3 separate regions of the Mus musculus genome follow, and all the other regions are linked to region 1. The links are chromatin contacts, called in public Hi-C and Micro-C maps. All regions are on one chromosome and are shown on one strand. The core of a region is the stretch at or near the end of the contact, and the rest is flanking DNA. Distances in the headings are between cores, read along the strand shown. Region 1 holds the start of Zfp33b (zinc finger protein 33B). Region 2 has its middle 27 kb from the start of Mepe. Region 3 holds the start of Spp1 (secreted phosphoprotein 1).

Region 1 (3,949 bases), core at 387-2,886:
CTAGTATCAATTAAATAAAAAGAAATGTTTAATGATATGTTTTAACTATGTGTTTGTAAATGGAAGCAACAGTAAATATCCTGAATTAACTTTGACATTACCTTTGAGTGTGTTGTCTTACAGATGTGCTGGTGAAGATTTCTTGGAGACCCAGGGTTTCCATCTGTCATCTTGGGGCTCCATGTCTCATCATGGGGTTTGTGAGAGAATCACCTGTCTTTAGCTTGTATAATGATTATCCTCTTAGCAATTAATTATGTACAATTGCTACCTCTTCAGAAAAGGATTCATTGTGTTTTTTCATATTTAAATTTCTACTTAGTTTAAATTATCCTGACAAGAAACAGAAACCATCTTCTTTTTTTCTATTTCTTTAATTTGTATTTTGTTTTGTCATGTAAATTCAGCAAATAAACCTGCGACTGACATGTACAGTCGTAAGAATTTTCTAAAATTATTTAAAGAGTTGTGATTCCACAGTATCTTCTGAGCATTTATATTCATACCCACAGATGCTTTCTTGGTACCAGTGAGCATGGGTGAAGGGAATTAAAGAAGCTTGCAGCAGTGTTTAGAGACCTTGCACTGTCTTTCTTGTCTACTCCAGAAGTCTGTGTCTTTGACTCTCTGTCACGTCATGTCCAACCCACAATGGCAGGTAAGGTCAGCAGGGAGTTGTCCAGGGGACAGGAAACAATGGTAGTGTCTTTGGATATGTCTTTTGAAATGGACTTTAGTAGTTTGTTTGTTTTCTACTTTCAATTATCTCTTCCTGTTTTAATTATGGCTTTACTGCTGTGAACAGTTACCATGACAAAGACAACTCTTAAAAGGACGACGTTTAATTGGGGCTCGATTACAATTCAGAAGTTCAAGGTGCATGGCAGAGCCTAGGCTGGCATGGGGCCAGAGGAGCTGGGAGTTCTACATCTTGTTACAAAGACTGCCAGGAGAAGACTGGCGTCTAGGCAGCTAGGACAAGGATCTTAAAGCACTGTCATTCATGGAACAGAAAAGCTTCATGTCATCCTCATATAATACAGAGCTTCACCATGGGAAGGCAGCAAGAAATTAACAGCGGCCGTGAAATATATTTATTGTCAACTGAGACTCAAAAAGAATAGATTTGAGGTTGTAAACAGGCTTTAAAATTTACTCTTCACGAAGCTAAAATATTGTAAACACAATATGGCTACATAATTTAAAATCATATCACACAGATATGTGCCCCCAAGGGCCCTGATTCAGTTCGTGGCTCTTCTGGGACTCTCAGCTATGCCTGGATGTTCAAGAGTCAGAACCTCCCCCCACCCTCCACCCCAGAACTGGGACACGTCACAGACCAGGAACTCCCTAACCAGCTCTAGCCTCGGCCTCATCAAAGACTGCATTTCCCATCCCTGAGCAGACTCTTGGCTTCCCCTGAAGCCCAGCACCAGCCAGGCTGCAGAAAAGAAAAAATAGTCTAGATATTTATTCCCCGGTACGGAGCCCAAACAGGCTGTGCCCAACGGAAGTGAATAAATGGACTGACAGATTCACTGTCCAATCAGAGTCTCCATACGCGCCTGCCAGTCAGAAAAGGAGGAGGGTTCTTCCGGAAATCACATTGCAGGTTCTGCGAGAGTTTACGTGATTTTGTGTGTTGTTTTTTCACCTCAACTGCCGAGTACTGAGGGAAGCTCAGGAAGCTCTGAAGATACAGCATGGCCAGCACATCCTCACTCTCCACAAAGGTGAGGAGCGGGAGCCGCTGTGGTGGGTCCTGCTCGGGGCTGGGCGGGAACCAGCAGCTTGATGCAGCCGCGTGTGAGGTCCCTGTTAGTGTAAGCCATTCCTGGACCCAGCGGTGGCATCTGAATAACTTCCCTCTCTGGGCTGAATCTGCACAAAGCATTTGGAACAGGGTCTTGTGTATAGAAACATCCTTGATAGGATGCCAGTGGCAGGCAGGCTTGGTTCCTCTAGTAGAGTCTACAAGCTCTTCTCCTCTATCATTTTTTGTTGTGATTCATTTGGAGTTAATTTTGTCTAGTTGTAAAAGGCATCCATCTGTTGGGTGACTGAGAGCACGTTCTTTCAATATGCCTCTGTTTTTAAAGAAACAAGAAATAGATGCAATGTTAATTTTTGTACAGCTGCCCCATTAGTCTTTTAGAAAAATGTTTCTGAGACAAGCTATGTTGTCACGTGCATCCCAGTCTCATGCTCCCCAGGGCAATGACCCTGCTTTCCTTTTTATTAGACTTTCTAAGTTCGAATGTTAAATGTATGTACAAGAGCGTTTTTAAAATTACTCATTTAAGTCCTGTGATTAACTGTCCTTTGCAGTGAAAGGAAAAGTGCATTCCTGTGGAACATGTATTCTGCCTTCAGACTAGAACAGGAGGAATGGTTTACTGTGTACACAGTAGGGTGAAACAGTGTAGACCAGAGCTAGCTCACAGACTAAAGTTTAAGGAGTCATCTGCAGGAGTCACCATTGGGAAGGAGGACCTGATGGGGCAAAGTGAGTGATTGTTTTAAATTCCTCAGCATTTATTAATTCATGCATGTTTATAGAAATTGTATAGATTGGTGGGTATACAAGTTGGGGATGTTCTGTGGGATCAAACTTTGTTGATGTAATTATGTCAGCTGAGAAGCTGTGTGTGTGTCAGGTTATAGATCAGCAGCTAATATTACACATAAGGACAAGATCATACATCATCTTATTGATGGCATTTCCTTAGCAGGAAATTGCTTGTTTTTCTTGAAAGTCACTATTGTTAGCATTTGTCCCTTGTTTTATTACCACCAGCCACAATGCATGTTTCATGTAAATTAAGTCCAGGGTTCAAAAGTAGATTTGAGTTTCAGAGGTTTTTCATGTGTTCATGGTGCTTGGTAGGAAGCAGACACTAAATTGCTCTTCCAAGTTGTTTTCTTTGTGGGTTTCAGAGGTCATGGATTTCCCAAAGAGGCATGAGAGACTGCAGAGCCATAGCCACCATTCTGATCTTCTCCACCCAGAGAGATCTGTAGAGCATGGGGCCTCACTGTTTGAATGATGAGTAGTAGATTGACGGTGAGAAATATAACAGTTAAAGCCACTTTGAGTTATTTTTGTGGGAGTTTGTGGGGTTTTTTAGTTTAGTTTAGTTTTGTTTTTTAAGTTTCAATACACATGTGCTCATAGGTAACATTGTTCAAGTTCACATTTAAGGGACTATACCCTTATAAAGGATCCCTACAACCAATGCCCTATTGGTCATAAAACAGCACAGAACGACAGCTTAAGCAATGTCCTGTTGACTCTTTCTCCTTTCTGATTTTAATCTCTTACAACATTGCCATTTGTCAGATTGGTGTGAGAGCTTCAGCCATCTTGTGTACAGTACAGGTTGAAATTGAAAATGTGGGAGGGAAAGCACAGAATCTAGCATCAGCATTCAAGTTCAAAGTGTTTTTATAATGTCTTGTAGTTGGTGTTTGGGGAAGCAAAAGTGAGTGCCAGCTTTTACACCAGAGTGGCCAGATTGATGAGAAGCAAATAGCTAGTACAGCAGACTGTAAGAATCCAGAAAGTTGTTCTATTTGGATGCAAGGAGAACTTTCTGCCCATGAGTCACAGTGGATCAAAAAGTTAAAATGAGGTTAAGAAATAGACTGAATTGCTTTTGTTTGAATTTAAATAATGGCAATAAATGATCATTGAGCAAAAATGTAATACTTTAGACAAGTGACCCATTTCAATTCTTCAGAGTAAATAACCAGGCTTATGTCGTCACACATTTTTGATTAGGAGAATATGTTTATAAATGTTTAAGAGTTGTTTTGTCATTTTGTTCATTTATTTAATTTATTTTTTATGTATACAGTGTTTTGCCTGCATGTATTCCTGCAAGCCAGTAGAGGGCACCTAATCTTATTATACATGACTGTGACCCACCATGTGGTTGCTAGAAAT
Region 2 (3,949 bases), core at 369-2,868, 220 kb before region 1:
GCTTGATAAACACCTGGACCAAAAGCAACTTACAGTCCATTATTCAGAGAATCTGAAGAAGGAACACAAGGCACAAGCCTGGAGACAGGGCTAAGCAGAGAGTATAGAGGAACGATGCTATGCTTTGCCCCCTTGGGCTTGCTGGGCTGCTTCACTTATACAACCTAGGACTACTTCCAAAGGATAGCACCAGCCGCTGTGGCCTAGGCCCTCCTCCATCAATGAACAACCAATAAAATGCCCCCAAGACATGCTTCTAGGCCAATCTAATGGAGCCAGTTTCTCAGTTGAGGTTTTTCTTTCCTGTTATGTCAAGTTTACAACCAAGAGCAGCCATCACAGGTCTATGGAGGTGTTTCTGAAAGAGGAGAGAATTCAAATGAGCAAGCTAAATAAAATCATTAGGGTAATCCAATACACTGAATGTCAATGTGTGTGTGTGTGTGTGTGTGTGTGTGTGTGTGTGTGTGTGTGTGAGTCTATTTCCCCAGGAATGTGAAAGAAGGGGGCACTTTCTATCTGAATTGTCCAGCTATGCTCTAGGACATGAGTTCTCTGGCCTTCAGACTCAGGCTTTCACACTGCAGCCTCCCAGTTTGTAGGTCTTCAGAACTGAACTGAATCACACCACCAGCATACAGTCAGTGTACCATGGCATTTCTCAGCTCCCATAAATTAAGTGACTAGTTCCCATAAGGAGCCTCCTCTTCCATATGTACATATTTTGTACTGGTTGTATTCTCCTGGCAACTTCTGACTAACACAGGCATGCTGCTATTCATGGAATGAAAACCGTGGAAACCCACAAAGAAACAGGACCTACTGCATAATGAGTGCCTCCTAGTACAAGCAACACAAGCTTTCCTGTTCAAATGACTGGGGGATGCCCTATACTATCTACCACTCCATCCTGTGCTCTGCATATCACACCTGCAGGAGCACATGGCCCAGGGCATCCATCATGTCTCTATACAAATCAACAGCTCAAAATGACTATAAGAACTTCAAGTTGATGTGTTGGTGCATAGTTCACTGGAAGAGCACTTTTGCTAACGTGAATAAGACCGTAAGTTTTAGATATTCTCTCTCTCTCTCTCTCTCTCTCTCTCTCTATATATATATATATATATATATATATGTGTGTGTGTGTGTGTGTGTGTGTGTGTGTGTGTGTGTAAAACATATGGAATATATGTATATATATAAACATGGAATATATATGGAATACATATGTATTTATAAAGCATAAAGCTTTTACATATATATATACATATGCATATATATGTGTATATATATATGTATATATTCCAATTTCTTTTTAAATTAAAGCACTTCATGTGTGGGCCTGTTTTGAGCCCTCAGACTTCGGAAGCCAGCCCTGCACACACACAGGCACACACAGGCACACACAGGCACACACAGGCACACACAGGACCAGCCTCACTGCTCTTCCTCCTCTCTGCAATAGAAACTTACTTTTCTGTTATTTGTTTCCGTTTTTACAAAAGGATAAGAGACTGTTGAACAGAATGTCCTTTTTAAGCCAACAAAGCAGTGTGTCCACAGTGGGTCAGAGGCAGAGCAAGACTCAGGGGCGGGATAGAGCCTCTTCCGGGCTGGAGAAGCAGACCAGGAAGTCCCGGAAATGTCAGCCTGTTTCCCCCTCAAATTCAAACAGAACAGAATATTCCTTCTGTGGGTGGGTTTCAGCAAACACTGTAAAGGCCACTGTATACAAACCTTTCCAGAAGCAACGAGTAAAAGCAATACCAACTCCTACCCCTCTGTCTCACCTCATTTCCCTTGCTTCCTGTGGCTGCCCCGTCCTATTCAACAGACACTCACAAAAATATCGGTTATTAGACAACCTGTGGTTAATTTATATTTTTAGCATGTGCTGCTTGGGCACTGTGTGGTGATTTAAAGGGGCATACTAGCTCTGACAGAGTTTCTCAAATTCCCAGAAGCAACTTCAAAATAACGGTCATTTCTCCCTGGCTAGAAATCAGTTCATGTGTTTATGTCTTGCTACAACAGCGCTAGGAACACAACTAGTTGGTCATGCAGAACTTAACTATGCACCAAAATGATCAAATGGGGAAACACGGTGGAGGAACTGTGCAAACGCCCCCTTTTTCAGAGGCAACGTTGGGTTTAGTTTTAAGTTTTAATCTGGATGCTTTCTCATCTCCCTCCCCCCCCCCCTTACCCCCCAACCCCCACCTCCACCCCGGCCATAGTACAGGGCCTTTGCAATGCTGCTCAAATCTGCCTCTGGCCTGTGGTCAGAGTATCACAGCAACATCACCCTATTTCTAGTCCATTAGTACAACCAAAAATTCTTAGATCATACTCTCTGAAAAGCTTGTATGACATTCTTGAGAGTTCCCAAAGGAAAGCAACCTTTGCTGTCATTGATACTTAGAAGTACTTAGAAGTCAGAGAAAAGCAAGGTGTCATGAAACCATTTACAACAACCATTTGTATTTAACATCCATAAAAGTCTCCTGACAGTAACTCCCTCAGCAGTGTCCATACCATGGCAACCTTGGTTTGACCATGGAGATCTAATCCAGTGGAAATTTGGAATGACCCCGAGGAACAGGCACTTAGATAAATGAGCTGGAATTTCTATGAAACTTCTTATAAAAAGGGAAAGCAAAGAGACAAACTCAGAAATGAAGAGGTCTGACAGTAGAGCTCAGGTTTTTTCCCAAAGCGAGGCTGAGGTGAAAGGTTTTCCAGTCATGCTGAAAATAGAATTTGCTGACAAAGTTATGATCACATTGGAACTACAGCGGGGTTGTGAAAGAAATTTACAGAAAGCATTATTTATTTTTAACTGGAGTATTTCCAAACTACCTCTGGGAAGTGCCTGCCTGTTCTAGATGGTTATTTCACGCCTTCATCTGCCTGCTACCCCCCTCCCACCTCCCCACTCATTTACTAACACCCAGAGGTCACTTAGCAAGCATAAGAACACTCGATGATGTTTAAAACTTTTAGCTAAGTTCTTATTCTGTAACTTAGAAAACTGATGGCAGTGAGATATGTATTTATGGTTGACAAGGTGTCCCTTATTAATTAAAATGGGACATTTGTTCTCTTTTTAAATTTGTTTTTAAAAATTAAGTTACTTATTCACTTCATATCCCAATATCAGCCCTCCTCTCCTCGCAGTACCGCCTCATGCAGATCCTCACCCAATTTCCCCTCCCCTTCTCCTCTGAAAAGAGGGAGGCCCCCTCTGGATATCACCCCTACACACACACACACACACACACACACACACACCACATCAAACCACTGCAGGACTAGGTTCACCCTCTCCCACGGAGTCTAGACAAGGTGGGCCAGTTAGGGGAACGAGATCCACAGGCAGACAACAGAGCCCCGGATATCCCCTGCCCCAGTTGTTAGGAGACCTGAATGAAGACCAAGGTACACATCTGCTACATACATGCAGTGGCCTAGGTCCAGGCTATGGTTGCTCTTTGGTTGGTGGTTCAGTCTCTGGGAGCCCTCAAGGGTCCATATTAATTGACTTTCTTAGTCTTCCTGTGGAGTCTCTATCTTTTTCGGGCCCCTCAATCCTTCTGCCATCTCTTCCATAAGATTTCCCAAGCTCCATCTAATAACTGGTTGTAGGTGTCTGCATCTCTTTCCATTGGCTACTGGGTAGAGCCTCTCAGAGGACAGTTATAGTAGGCTCGGTAAGCATAGCAGAGTATTGTTAATAGTGTCAAGGATTGGTTCTGGCCCATGGGGCTGGTCTTGGTTTGGGTTAGTCATTGATTGGCCTCTCACTTACTCATTTAATGCATGTATTCTGATTGGTTTGGGTCAGTCGTTGGTTGGCCGCTCGCTTACTCCCTTATTTAATGCGTGTATTCTGACACATATCTACCTCAGTGCTCCTCAGCCTTCATTTCACTTCTGTCTTTTCTTT
Region 3 (3,949 bases), core at 922-3,421, 140 kb before region 1:
GAGGTGCTTCGGTTCTCAGGGTCCCTGGCCCTGGTTGCCAACTGGGTCATTGCTGAGAAATACTTCCTTACTCGGCATTCTGGGAAACAGGGTGCATACAGTCGGCCTCTAAGGATGCATTCAGAAAATCTTCGAAGCCTTTGAGGGCTGTCTGTTGCCCTTTCTAGAAATGCTGCCATCGTGTGGCACTTGGGAGTTAGAATGAAAAGGAGTCCTGGAGGGGTCATATGGTTCAGCTCGAGGTGGCGCAGCTCCAGCAAAATCTATTCCTATACCTCCCTAATTCGTGTTGAATCATTCCTGTGGGCGCAGAGTAAACTGCAGTGAAACCCTGTGGACGGCTTGCTGCCTTAGGATTTGTGGAATTTCCCTGAACAACACTGAAAACACAAACTCCAGTGGGTGTTGTGCTTAAAGGGCAAAAACGCTTGTTGTTAGGTTTTTTTCTTTTAAAAGAAATAAGGAGTCTGTTTTTACAACGTTAAAAACCTGTGTGATTTATATTTGATAGTCATAGGAGTCATCTTAATAAAGTGTGTGCTAAGGACCTTCAAAGTAATAATATTAATTCATTTAGAACACATCTATCAAGAGATAACCCAAATGCTCAAAACAGTTTTGTGCTACTTACTCTAACTCTGTAGAAGATTACTTAACCTATATTCATATTAAAAGCAGGGTTTGGCAAGTAGCACTAATATCTAATACAACAAAGGTTTGACTTAACTTTAATCTCAATTTCTGCATGCCTCTTACATTGGAGATGTAAGGTAATAAGCCTGTGTTCTCCATTTCGGGAAAAGAAAGGAAGTAACTGCAGGGCAGTATTAAATATTTAAAGAAGTCTGCTTCACCTATAATTTTATCTCATTTGAATACCTCTTAACTATTCAGTAACGTTTTGTTAATACAAATTTTAAAATCTTTTTAAGTAGCCAACCTTATATATTCCAGGAAATAAAACTCAAAAAAGATAATTCAGAAATATAAGCTGTGTCTTTAAAAAAATATTCAGAGAACCCTTTAACGTGTACAGCTTAAAGATCAATTCAAAGGCATTACAAATTTCAGCTCCTTGCCTCTGCTGAAGATTTCTGTAATAGTTAAAATATACACGTTCTTTAACATGTGGGGGAAGGAGCATTGCAAAATGTGAAGTGCTATCAACTGCACTTACACTAATCCATTGTCCTGTAGATAGACTAAGTGACTTGCCCAAGGTCACACCTGGCACTGCTTACAGAAGGACTGAAAGGCAGTCTGGCTCCTGCAGCTTCCCCACCCAGCAAGCATTCCAGTCTCACAAACTGCTTGCTTAGGCGGGCTCTATCTGGAGTAACCACCTCTTCTGCTCTATATGGCCATTATAGTTTAGATAGCATCAGAACCATCACTCCCAGCTGCTCCAACAGAGCAACAAGGTTCACGAGGTTCACGTCTCTAAAGGTCAGTGGAGGCAGGAGAGGAATTCAGGGTCACTGTGTGGTTTGCACAAAGAGCAAGCGGCTGCATAGCTCAAGTGTCAAAACTGAGTTGTTACTTTGTTTCGTTTTGTTGTGAGGTTTTGTTTCTTTTGTGAGAGGGTCTCACTTTCTGTTGCCCCAACTGACCTGGAACACAGTATGGAGCCGAGGCTAGCCTCAAATTCATGGTGATCTTCCGGAGTACAAAACAGAGCCACTGTGGCCCGGCCAACCTAAGCTACCGAATACAAAGGCAAAAGGGAGGGTCTGAAAGTTCTGCCGAGACAGCAGTTTTCTAGATTTAAGTAAGTCTGAGAGAATCAAATTGTGTATCCATGTGGCCTTTATCTGTAACTTAGATAGGAGAATCCATACCTTTCATCCCCATTGATGTTTTTCTACTAATTCAGTAACTATAAACAAAGTCTCTGTGAGGGTGATCTACTCTTCCTTTCCTTATGGATCCCTGATGCTCTTCCGGGATTCTAAATGCAGTCTATAAATGAAAAGGGTAGTTAATGACATCGTTCATCAGTAATGCTTTGTGTGTGTTTCCTTTTCTTCCTTTTTTTTTTTTTTAACCACAAAACCAGAGGAGGAAGTGTAGGAGCAGGTGGGCCGGGTAGTGGCAAAAACCTCATGACACATCACTCCACCTCCTGATTGGTGGAGACTGTCTGGACCAGCATTTAAATTCTGGGAGGTCTGAGCCACCAGCAGCTCACACTGAAGAAGCATCCTTGCTTGGGTTTGCAGTCTTCTGCGGCAGGCATTCTCGGAGGAAACCAGCCAAGGTAAGCCTGCAGTGGCCCATGAGGCTGCAGTTCTCCTGGCTGAATTCTGAGGGTGAGTCCAGAGAACATTCTTTCAACAGTCGTATTTGTTAGTCAGACTCGTGCTGTTCTGGTCTTTTTGAATAAGCTGGTCAGGTACATTGCAGGTTTCCCGGTATTTTCAAAGCCAGTTGGATGTAGAAGTTAAAATAAATCTAGTTGGTCCTCTAAAGGAGAGAGAGAGATCTGCTAGTAATCTCTCTCTCTCTTTCTCTCTTTCTCTCCCTCTCTCTCTTCCTCTCTCTCCCTCTCTCCCTCCTCTCTCTCTCCCTCCTCTCTCTTCCTCTCTCTCTCCCTCCTCTCTCTCTCTCTCCCTCTCTCCCTCTCTCCCTCTCTCTCCTGTCACACACACATTGTAAAGTTCTATGTATCTTTGGAACAAATGTCTGCATCATTTTAAAGTGGCTGGATGACTGTGGAGACCAGTAAAGGAGGATCCTCTATATTAATATAAACCAGATACAGTTATTTTTAGAAAACTGTCTCACTTCAAAAGAGAACCTTCCTTAATTTCTCGCTTCTGCACTTGGCTTTTACAGTTTTCACTAAGGTCCCTGTGTGATAACACAGACTCATCAACATGCACAGAAAAGCTGTTGCCTGCTCTCAGTGTTTTATTTTTATTATTATTATTATTGTTGTTGTTATTATTATTATTATTAGTCCAAATAGAACATCTTACTCAAATTCAAAGATATCTTTGTTTCTTTCAGCTTTGTATAATGTAAGTTAAAATCACATTTGAAATGCAAATGGAAAAAGCAATTTTCTTTTATCATTCTATTTTCTCTTTTTCTTCCTTGCAGAAAGTACTCTCATGGTAGTTCGTTGCTTTAATTACTCGATTACTGTGAAACAAATCTTGGTGTGGAGCTCTAGAGACATCAGATAGTGGGGGCATAAGCTCTGAGACTCCAGACGTAAAGTTTGGATGAATAGAGTTGTGAAATTGCCCTTTTCCTTGCTAAGGATGAGAGGTGGAGAGGTAGAAAAGGCACACAAATATTGACTCACTGAAATTTTCTCTGAGATGTAGAAAGATTCCATAAATTATTGGTGACTTGGTGGTGATCTAGTGGTGCCAAGAGTGTGTTTGAACCTGACAAGACATCAACTGTGCCTCATAAAATATGTTGCAGGACTAACTACGACCATGAGATTGGCAGTGATTTGCTTTTGCCTGTTTGGCATTGCCTCCTCCCTCCCGGTGAGTACAGCTGAATCTTAGAGAGAATTCTTGAAAACAAATGAATTTTAGCTTTAGCACACTCACACGCATTTCCTTGTCACTTTTCTGTTTTAAAGGTGAAAGTGACTGATTCTGGCAGCTCAGAGGAGAAGGTAAGCACCTCCGGGTTGATCATTTAACTGAAGAATGTTCGCCAGCGTCGCAAAGGTTGCTAGGAACAGCAATTTTTTGTTGCCATTTTATTCATCTATATAATTAGACCTGAGTATTTCAAAGTACTTACTATGTATTTTAGACAGAGACAGTACCAAATCGGCCATTGTTTTTAATAAACAGATTCTCTTATAATTAGATTTTTAATATAATAAAAGCATGTTCTAGACAATTGCTACTTACATAAAGCAGGTCACAGGACCTTGAGTGACTGGTTCTTTCCTGAGTCAGCATGCTTGGAAAATCCTGCA

The links. A called contact is a pair of places that touch in the nucleus more often than the background predicts.
Region 2: a Hi-C map of pre-B cells shows a contact between it and region 1, with 2.0 times the contacts expected there. The contact joins the enhancer-like site here to the promoter of Zfp33b in region 1. A contact is called at or near these places in 1 of 39 promoter capture datasets (embryonic stem cells), 5 of 484 Hi-C or Micro-C datasets (adipose-derived mesenchymal stem cells, embryonic stem cells and pre-B cells), 2 of 115 datasets of contacts at active chromatin or transcription factors (embryonic stem cells and epiblast stem cells) and 2 of 9 other capture datasets (embryonic stem cells and macrophages).
Region 3: a contact with region 1 is called in a Micro-C map of embryonic stem cells, with 4 times the contacts expected there. The contact joins the promoter of Spp1 here to the promoter of Zfp33b in region 1. A contact is called at or near these places in 1 of 39 promoter capture datasets (liver), 1 of 484 Hi-C or Micro-C datasets (embryonic stem cells), 2 of 115 datasets of contacts at active chromatin or transcription factors (both in embryonic stem cells) and 1 of 9 other capture datasets (pancreatic islet).

Annotation. Positions count from the first base shown.
Region 1 is chr5:104,570,036-104,573,984 of GRCm38.p6, forward strand. It overlaps Zfp33b (zinc finger protein 33B), which reads left to right and starts at 1,637. Exons shown (of 3, transcript NM_001346671.1): 1 at 1,637-1,736. The coding sequence starts at 1,707.
Region 2 is chr5:104,350,468-104,354,416 of GRCm38.p6, forward strand. No RefSeq gene overlaps it. Among named protein-coding and RNA genes, the nearest start is that of Mepe, 27 kb to the left of the region's middle. Within about 2 kb of position 1,619, at least 24 of the 459 cell types and tissues checked have an H3K27ac peak or open chromatin away from gene starts, as enhancers often do. A contact at or near this core is called in pre-B cells, where this site is marked.
Region 3 is chr5:104,432,940-104,436,888 of GRCm38.p6, forward strand. Spp1 (secreted phosphoprotein 1) reads left to right here and starts at 2,172. Exons shown (of 7, transcript NM_009263.3): 1 at 2,172-2,257; 2 at 3,436-3,503; 3 at 3,602-3,637. The coding sequence starts at 3,450. RefSeq lists promoters at 1-2,194, 737-2,217, 1,268-2,258, a cis regulatory region at 774-788 and enhancers at 1,438-1,465, 1,470-1,478, 2,096-2,142, 2,954-3,273, 3,023-3,059.